2 separate regions of the Rattus norvegicus genome follow, and region 1 is linked to region 2. Evidence: chromatin contacts called from public Hi-C data. All regions are on one chromosome and are shown on one strand. Each heading gives the region's core, a stretch centred on a gene start, on an enhancer-like site or on the middle of the called end of the contact. The rest is flanking DNA. Distances are from core to core; before and after follow the strand shown. Region 1 holds the start of Snapc2 (small nuclear RNA activating complex, polypeptide 2). Region 2 overlaps Evi5l (ecotropic viral integration site 5-like).

Region 1 (4,575 bases), core at 887-3,386, 61 kb after region 2:
ACACACACCAGTACGTAGATTGGTGGAGGAAGTCAAAGTTTATCGGGAAAATGTGACCTGAATAGTGCTTTCCCATTCTGAGTCTCTCTCACCCCCTCTCTAGAGATGGCATGCCCCAGTGAGGTTCTGAGATTCATCCAGCCATGATTTCAGTTCCCTTTGGAAGGAATCCTGCATGCACGTCTCCCCTGCCTCCCTTCCTTCCTCCCTCCCTCCCTCCCTCCTTGTCCTCACTCCCCTGTTCAAAATAAATTGGTGACCTGCTAACTTCTAGTGGAGTCAGTGTGCTCCCAAACATGGGTAGGGGTGGTGGTGAAGGGAGGGGAGGTCCCAGGCTGTGCCTTGGGACCAGACATGGGAAGATTTGTGACTGGGAAAGACTCAGAATGGAGGTGTGAGACTCCAACCCCCATGAACCCTGCCTATAGGCAAGAAGCATGGGCCATTTGCCCGGCACAGAAGATGACACGCAACCTGGCCAGCTTAAGTTTAAACTGAATCCTACTTTCTTCCTCCCCTCAGTAGCAGCTCGTCTGCTCCTTTGCTCTCCCCTAAGTTGGACTTTCTTAGCTCTTCACTCCCATCCCTAGACCCTACCTTCATTCAGGTCTCTGGGTCCCTCTTGAGTCCCACCTACCCAGACCCTCTTTCCATCTTGGCATAAGCAAATGTAATGACTATTCCTGGTTGTCAACTCGACTATATCTGGATTGACCACAATCCAGAGGGCTCACCTGTGATCCAGACATTGAGGCTGGGAGATACAAGTTTCTGACCTGGATCTTGGCATGGAGAGCTTGAGGCATAGTGGCCATGAAACACTTAGATCCAAACAAGGCAGTACATGACTTTAATCCCAGGAGAGTAAGGCAAAGAGATCTCTGAGTTCAAGGTCAGCCTGGGCCAAAGCAAGTCCCAGATCCAGGTGTGGTGGTACACACCTTTGCTGGAGACCTACATAAGGACACTGGAAGAAGGAAGCTCGCTCTTCCTTGCCTGCTTGCACTTACGTGCTGGCACATCTGTTGGAACCTACTTCTACAGAAGACCAGCTGATACAACTAGCCTGGTGGGACTGATGATAAATACAGCGGTGGAGGAACTTTCAGGCTTAATCTGCCCATGAAGAAACTGAGGCTTGGCAATACTAAACCTAAATTCTCTTCTCCAAAGTGTCTAGGGCTGTCTGCTCCATAACCCAGACTTATTTTTCTTTCAAGCCAGGCTTCCACTGTAGCCCAGGCTAGCCTGTAAACTCAGTGATCTTCCTGTCTCAGTCCTAATGCTGGGATTAGTGGTTACCACACCTGGCAAGCCTGGGCTGATTTGTTTTGATGTATGTCTTTTGCTTCTATGTATGTATGTACACCATATGCATGCTTGGTGTCTTGGGAGGTCAAAAGGAGGCTCTTGGGACGGCAGTTGGTTATGAGCCACCATGTCTGTGTTAGGATCCAAACGTGTTGTCTGCAAGAACAGCAAATGAGCGAGGTGTGAAGGAGCATGCCTTTAAACCGAGCATTTGGGAGGACCTTGGTGAGTTTGAGACCAGCTTGGTCTACATATCGAGATCCAGACCAGCCAGGGTTAAGGAGAGAGACACTGCCTCACAAATGACCACTTTTTGATGGCCACTACCCTCTTCTCTATGAAAAGCAAAGCACACAGTATGGGTTTCATGACGTAGTTAGGAAATTTAGGGCTTAAAGTTTTTTGCTGCAGCTCATGAGTGACATAAAACGCAGATAAAACTCTGGTCCCTCTGCCCTCCTCAGTCTTGGTCGAGCCACGCCCCCTCTATAAAATCAAACGCATAGTGCTCTGTCTGACCGCTTCGGCCTCCGTAGCCCCGCCCACCAGAAAAGAGCTCCATAGAGTTCCGGCATGAAGCCACCGCAGAGACGGCGGAAGGTCCCCGCACGGTACACAGGTGAAGCTACCGGCCCCACAGCTTGGAGCCCCCGCGAGATGCGGCACCTACTGAGACTACTCCAGGCTCGGCGCGGCCAGCCGGAGCCAGACGCCAAGGAGCTGGCCAAGGAGCTGCGAGGCCGGAGCGAGGCCGAGGTGGTGTCCCGTGCTGGGGGCGGGGCCGGGAAGCCGAATGGCCGAGCTAAGGTGGAGCTCCGGGGCTGTTGACGGTCGCGGAAGTCATTGGCGCACCGGATATGCGTGAAAGATGGAGTTTTAGGGCGGGGATGTGGGTGGGATTCGAGGCGGGGTTATGGAGATGCGGAGGAATATTGACTGTATAGGGGCGGGGTGACAACGAAGTTTAGAGTGAGGCTCTGGGGAAGCTGTGGCGCAGGGGGTGGGGGGGTTTGGGGGCGGGACTGCCTGCTGGACTGTGGGTCTCTGTGAGTGAAGCACACTGGAAGTGGAGCATGAAGAGGTGGTATGTGAGTGGGAAAGCTGGGGACGGGGTGTGACAACTGGGTGGAGTGAGCCTGTGGAGAGTTGTGAAGCTGTAGAGTGTGGGCGGGAAAAATCGGAGGGCTGAGCATAACAGAGTGGGGGTGAGTGGAAGTGAGAATAGAGGATGAATTAAGGTAGAGTTGGTAGTCGGGAATGGTGGTATACACCTTTAATCTCAGCACCTGGGATCCTTTCACTAGTGGACCTCTTTGAGTTCAAGGCTAGCCCTGTCTACATAGTTTCAGGACAGCAGGTGCTGTTTAGAGAGGCCCTGTCTCAAAAAAGTTAACAAAAACAAACAAAAGAAGTGAATTTGGGTGGAACCAGAGTGAGTACGAAGTGAGAGTCTAGGAAATGGGGTGGAGTGGAAGTGAATAGGCTAGTTCTCATTATAAGAGCAAACTACAGCCCCAGGAAGAAGCAAGAATAGGCCTAGCTTTTACATTTTCATTAGGTAGCTGGTCACATGCTGAGGCCTTGGCTCAAGTCCCAGCAGTTTTGGGAATGCACAATACTGGGCTAGTCCAGGGTAGGGAGCAGTAGCAGTGCCTGGAAACAACAAGGCCTCTGTTTCTGAGCTCATAGAAAGCCTGTCTTCCTCCCCAGATCTGTCGCTTTATCCAGCAGCTCAAAGGCCGGGTGGTTCGAGAGGCTATTCGGAAGGTGCAACCAGGTGGCAGAGATGGTCCAAGGCATCGAGAGACACAGCTCCCAGCCCCCATAGAGGTGAGGCAGGAGGGCAAGGTGAGGGGTGCCCAAGGATAACCTGGTCAGAGGAATACAAGGAAGGGCAAAACTTGGGAGCCCTCTTTACTCTCCCCCCCCCCCGGGGGGGCGGGGCTTGTCCTTAGACTGACCATGTACCAATTGGCTTCACCCAGGTATGGATGGATCTTGCTGAGAAATTAACAGGCCCACTGGAGGAAGCCCTGACTGCAGCTTTCTCCCAGGTAAACAATTCTCTTGGCAGGTCTAAGTGTATGTATGTCTAGTGTACTATAGGGCACGAGGGTGTCCTATAAATAAATAAACCCAGGGGTAGAGGGCCACTAGGTTTAGTCAGGTAGTGGTATTGTATACAATCTCCAAATTTGAAGGAGTAGAGAATTGCCAGGCCCCTCTTAACACTACCTGAAAACAAAAGAAAAGAAAAGAGAAGAGAAGAGAAAGGAAGGAATATAGATCTGGATCCTGGGTCCTGGTGTAAAGTCAGTAGCTCCAGGCAGGCACTGACACTTGAGCCATAGTATCTATGGCCATCTCTTGTGTGGGTCACCTTCAGAATGCCATGAAGGACTTGGCGAGTGTGCAGAGGTGGAGGGCTCATTCTAGGCCTAGCGATGAGAGATGAAAGACTTCTTCCTTTCCTTCCCCGATGGCGCTTCCCTGTTAGGTACTCACCATTGCTGCTGCGGAACCTCTCAGCCTCCTGCATTCCAAGCCAGGCAAGCCCACAAAGGCCTGTGGAAGGGCACTGGTGTTCTTGAGCACCCAAGATGCGCAGAAGGATCCTGCCCCTGAAGGTTCTGGGCCTGAACCTATGACTGCTGCTGACCCCACTCCTGAGGCCTCTGTCCCTGAACCTAAGGCCTCCGGTACCAACCCTGAGACCTCTGGCCTTGTCCCAGAGGTCTCTGTCCCTGACCCTGATGCACCAACTGAGTCCCTGGCTGGATCCTCCACAGAGAGAGACTTTGCCGTGGACTTTGAGAAGATCTACAAATACCTGTCCTCCTCCTCCAGAGGTGGCCATGGCCCTGAGCTCTCAGCAGTTGGTAGGAGCTACTAGAGAGGAGAGGGGCTATACTGTGTGTGGGTGTGGGGAGAGTCTGGGGGAGGGGAGGTAGTTGGGGGGGGATGTAAAAACTGTGACCTCTCTCATTCTTCCCTCTTCCTTCTATCAGAGTCCGCCGTGGTCCTTAACCTGCTCATGTCACTTGCAGAGGAACTGCCCCACCTGCCTTGCACAGCCCTGGTGGACCATCTGACTAAAACATATGCTCAACTGACGGCTCCCCAGGCCTCTCTCGATAGAGAAAAGAGGCCCAGGCCGGGGACTGAAGATGGAGGGACTGACTCCACGGGGCCAGAAGAGACTGGCCAAGGCAGTCCTCAAGCTTCTGAGCCCACAGAACCGAGGCTGACCTGGAAAGCAGCTGG
Region 2 (4,885 bases), core at 1,745-4,244:
ACATAACCCTTTACATGTATACACATATGAACACATACAAGCCTCCTATACATACACACAGATAAAAAAAACAATTTGATCCCCAGCATCTGCCCTCCTCAAAGCTAAGAAGCAATTATAACCCCAAGCGGAAGACTGGAGACTTTCACAGCCTAATGTTTACACAGCCAAGCAAATGTGTAACTGTGAGCACAGAGGAAGCCCAGAGTTCTGATGCCTTCTCCAGCTCCCTTTCCCCAGTGGTCTGCTACTATCTAACAGCCTGAAGTTGAGGTCAATCCCATTTTCCCAGGCCCTGCTTGTAGCCCCAAGGCACTCAAAGGTCCAGTATGCCCCAGCTTCCCCCCAAACACAGTAGCTAAAAGAGGACCCAGGAGAAATCTGGGCTGCCCAGGGTAGGTCAGCAAACACTCCTTGGAGGTGAGAGGCACCGAGGCCCAATACTTCCCTCTCGGTGCCCACCAGCCTCCCCCTCCCCACACAGGAGCAGCTTCCGGACCTGAACACCCACTTCCGCTCACAGAGCTTCCACACATCCATGTATGCATCATCCTGGTTCCTCACGCTTTTCCTCACCACCTTTCCCCTGCCTGTTGCTACCCGGGTCTTTGACATCTTTATGTATGAGGTGAGTGCCCTGCAGGACACCCTGGCCCACTCCACTCTGCATGTGGAGGGAATCACAGCCCACCTCCAAAAGAAGTCATGACTGACAGGACAAAGGAAGGGCTAGAGTGCAAGGAGGGTCTGAGCCTCCTGGTGGGAGGACAGGAAGCTCGTTGGTGAAGGGTTATTGATGGGAGGACAGGGGCCTTCAGGTGAGAGGACAGAGGCTCATGGGACTGTGATTGACTTTGCAGGGACTGGAGATTGTGTTCCGAGTCGGCCTTGCCCTGCTGCAAGTGAACCAGACAGAGCTGATGCAGCTGGACATGGAGGGCATGTCCCAGGTGGGTCAGGTGGGCTGGGAAGGTGACAGGCACAGGAGTCCTTTCCATGTGACAAGAGGGGATGTGGCTAGTTGGTAGAGTGCTTGCCTAGCATGCATGAAGCCCTGGGTTCCATCCCACAGCACTGTATAGACAGGCATGATGATGCACGGTTTTAATCCCATCACGCAGGATGTGAAGGCAGGTGAGTCAGAAGTTCAAGGCTAACCTGAGCTGTACAAGATTCTAAGAAATAGGCCAGGCAGTGGTGGTGCACACCTTTAATTGCAGCACCTGAGAGGCAGAGGCAGGCAGATCTCTGAGCTTAAGTTTCAGTATTGAAAAAAAGGAAACCAAAACAAAAAACAAACCAAGATTCTAAGTGATGGGGGGTGGGGGAGGAGTGACTTCCCAATAGAAGTCACTCTTGAGCATCTGGGATCCTTTCTGCCCTGAGGAACCCCAGGCTCTGTCAGATAGAACCCAGAGCCAGCAACCTAGCACTGGGGAGAAGAAGAAGCCAACAGCAGCTGGTCTGGGGAGGTCCTACTGACTCTTTCCTACCCACTGCTGCAGGTCCCCAGAGCTTGCCTGCAAAGTAACCCCTGGCTGACTTTGAGAGGTGTTTAGTATGTTTTCATCTCAGCTTTCAGCCTGGGGGTACAGAAAGGAGCCAGGTATCTTGAGGTAGCCTCCTACCGTGCTCCTCCCTGCCTGTGCCTTCCCCTGGCACAGCCTGCTAAATCAGAAGCCAGCTTTGCCCTCACCATGGTTTCCCCATGACACAGGCCCCTAACCCTCCCAGCATCTTCCAGCTGGTGCTTCAGGAAAGAATGCACAAAGACCACAGTTGTGTCTGCGAACACGGGCATACATTGTCCGAGGCTGCCTGACTGGAGCAGCTGGGCAGAGGAATAGGACCTCTGGGCTTGTCTACCCACTTCCTAAGGAGAGTTCCCCCATGCTCAGACCCCATTCATCCCAGCCCTGCCTTCAGGAGGTCCTCTAGCCTGATTGTCTTAGTTTTATTTATTGTTAGGGTCAATGTGGGGGTGGGGAGAGGGAGAGAGAAGAAGGTGGCTCATGGCTCACAATACTCACAGTTCAATTCTGTTTCCACTCTGAGTTCTCTCTTACTCTTTCCATTGTTGGTTCCAGGGATAGAACTCAGGTCAGGCCCTGGGCAGTACATTCCTTTACAGGCCAAGCTGATCCCCACTTTCAACCCGCCTGATTTTCTCAAGCTTACCAGAAAGCATGCTGGGAAGGCAGGTCTCCCTCCTTCCCTAGTTGTTCCTTCTCCTACAGTCAATTCATTTGCACTACAAAAAAAGGGGGCTTGGGGACTGGAGAGATGGCTCAGTGGTTAAGAGCACTGACTGCTCTTCCAGAGGTCCTGAGTTCAAATCCCAGCAACCACATGGTGGCTCATAGCCATCTGTAGTGAGATCTGATGCCCTCTTCTGGTGTCTGAAGACAGCTACAGTGTACAATAAATAAATAAATAAATAAATAAATAAATAAATAAATAAATAAATAAATAAATAAATAAATAAATAAATAAATATCTTTAAAAACATACATTGGCTGAGTAACCAAAGACAGACAGCCCAGATGGCTGAGACAAAGGGAAGCCCCAGGCAGTAGCAGGATACAGTGGGAGCCTAGGCAAACCCTGGTGGCCGGGACCCAAGTGATCGTAACTCTCTGTGTCTCCACAGTACTTCCAGAGAGTGATCCCCCACCAGTTTGACAGCTGCCCAGACAAGCTGGTCCTCAAGGCTTACCAGGTCAAGTACAACCCTAAAAAGATGAAGAGGTCAGTGCCCGGGAACGAACGGAGAACTCAAAAGGGAAGCCCTCCTCACCTCAGGGAGGCGGGACTTTGACCGTGTGCCCCGTCCCCGCAGGCTGGAGAAGGAGTACGCAGCTATGAAGAGTAAGGAGATGGAGGAGCAGATCGAGATCAAAGTGAGTTCCAGAGGCGTGAGGGAGGGCAAAGATGGGCTGCCTTGAGGCTTTCCCTCGCAAAGCCAGAGCTGCCCGCTAGAGGGCAGTCCTAGCTAGCGCATGCACGGATAGAACGGGCTGGCCTGGGCGGACAACTTCTGGCTCCGGATTACCCTCGCTCACTTGCCCCTTCCTTCACCTGCCAGCCCCGCGTGGGAGCGCATTCCCCAATTGGCATGTCCTCAAAGCTGGCCTCACAACAGTAAACAAGACAGTCAAAGTTCCTTGCTTTCATGTCCCCGAACCCCCCATGTCATGGGGCGATAGTCAATAAATCACTGAAATAGTGTGGATTCCAGAGTGCTCCGGATATAGTCATACAAGAGACAGTCGCATCTGGGGAGACACTCTAGGTCCAAGAGTCCAGTGTAGAGGGCCTAGGATAGAAGAATGTGCCTGGTGGACAGGAGAACACCCTGGGGACACAGAGGTTGGGAGCTAAGGAGAAAGGCTCAGGCAAGCAGGCTATGTAGGCTAAGGTATGGTCATCCACTCAGGGTCCTGATTGTACTGTAGCAGCCAGCCAGCCCAGCGTCAGTTCCTTGAGTGCACAAAACGTCCAAAACCAAACTTACCTCTCAATGGCCTCTTCACCCCTCTTCATGTGATTTTAGCCATTCATCCAACAAACATCTTTTTTTTTTTTTTTTTGATTCTTTTTTTTCGGAGCTGGGGACCGAACCCAGGGCCTTGCACTTCCTAGGCAAGCGCTCTACCACTGAGCTAAATCCCCAACCCCAACAAACATCTATTGAAACAAAGATGAGACCTAGTCTTAAGTGACAAGGACCTGGCTTCCCAGATAAAGGCACTCTTGAGCATTGAGAGTCCCTCAATATCTTTCCAAGGAAGCCCAGGTGCTGCCAGGTACAACCCAGGGCCAGGATGTAGAAGAGAGGAGAAAGAAAAGCTCATACCCACCTACTCCAACTGACCAGCTAGCTACACGTTCCCAAAGCCTGCTAGCCAGGTTAAGGACCCTACAACCCAATATAGGGGACAGGCAAGGACACGAACCTCCATATAGACCTGGTTTTGTCCTCCACACTTGATGAATCAAAGTGGTTAGCACTGGTGTCCCACTGAAGACCAGCTGTGTGGCCCTGGCAGGTAAATTCACCTCTCTGAGCCTTGGAGCTTTGCTGTGATGTTCCTGTCACTGTCCGCCTCCAGTGCATTGTTTCTACCTCCTGTGGGAAGTCAGGGGCAGAGGCCTGTGCCGCAAGCTGAAGCACTTGGCCCTGTTGAGGCTTCCAGAAAGATTTCCATCCTGGGTTTGTGAGCCATCTCACAAGGAAGTGTTGCACTAGACCAAATGTGGTTTTTGCTGTGTGCAGATGAGCGGCCTGCTCTCATCAGGAGACTGTGAGGCCCAGAATAGACAAGAATGCCATAGACCTTGAGACCACAGGCCAGACTGAAAGTTTCCCCTGAGAAGAGATTTCACCAGAGGCCTTGAAGAGTCAGGCAGATGTCTCCTCACAGGGTATCTTACAAGTGTCCTGCAGTTTGGTCTCTCACTTTTAGCCTGTCTTAAAACATCCTGATTTGATGCTGGGAGGTGGTGATGCATGCCTTTAATCCCAACACTCGGAGGCAGAGGCAGGTGAATCTCTCAGTTTTGAGGTCACCCTGGTCAACAGAGCAAGTTATGGGACAGCCAGAGCTATACAGAGAAACCCTGTCTCACAAAAGCCAAATAAAGTAACAGAAACAAATCCCTTATTTGCTTGCATCGGATAAGGCAAGACTTAGACAACTACACTATGCAAAGGTGCATAGACACTGCCTTTGAAGGAAGCGTTCGTTGAGGCTGGGGCTGTAGCTTAGTGGTGAGGGTTTGCCCAGCACACACGAGGCCATGGGCTCCATCCTCGGTACAGAACAGCAGCAAAATGAAAAGAGGGCAAAGGAGATGGCTCAGTGGGTAAAGTGTTTGCTGGGCA

The links. A called contact is a pair of places that touch in the nucleus more often than the background predicts.
Region 1: a contact with region 2 is called in a Hi-C map of Schwann cells, with 6 times the contacts expected there. The contact joins the promoter of Snapc2 here to the enhancer-like site in region 2. A contact is called at or near these places in 9 of 12 Hi-C or Micro-C datasets (the A7r5 cell line, the Rat2 cell line, Schwann cells and 5 more) and 1 of 1 datasets of contacts at active chromatin or transcription factors (oligodendrocytes).

Annotation. Positions count from the first base shown.
Region 1 is chr12:7,401,784-7,406,358 of GRCr8, forward strand. Snapc2 (small nuclear RNA activating complex, polypeptide 2) reads left to right here and starts at 2,137. Exons shown (of 5, transcript NM_001415804.1): 1 at 2,137-2,395; 2 at 3,022-3,141; 3 at 3,297-3,365; 4 at 3,809-4,190; 5 at 4,320-4,575. The coding sequence starts at 3,303. It overlaps LOC120095870 (a long non-coding RNA gene), which reads right to left and starts at 3,813. Exons shown (of 2, transcript XR_005491762.1): 1 at 3,692-3,813; 2 at 1,671-3,181. It overlaps Tgfbr3l (transforming growth factor beta receptor 3 like), which reads left to right. Exons shown (of 7, transcript NM_001401205.1): 7 at 104-271.
Region 2 is chr12:7,340,322-7,345,206 of GRCr8, forward strand. It overlaps Evi5l (ecotropic viral integration site 5-like), which reads left to right. Exons shown (of 19, transcript XM_039089908.2): 7 at 485-628; 8 at 861-950; 9 at 2,651-2,748; 10 at 2,840-2,900. Among named protein-coding and RNA genes, the nearest start is that of Prr36, 23 kb to the right of the region's middle. Within about 2 kb of position 2,995, at least 49 of the 93 cell types and tissues checked have an H3K27ac peak or open chromatin away from gene starts, as enhancers often do. A contact at or near this core is called in Schwann cells, hepatocytes and liver, where this site is marked.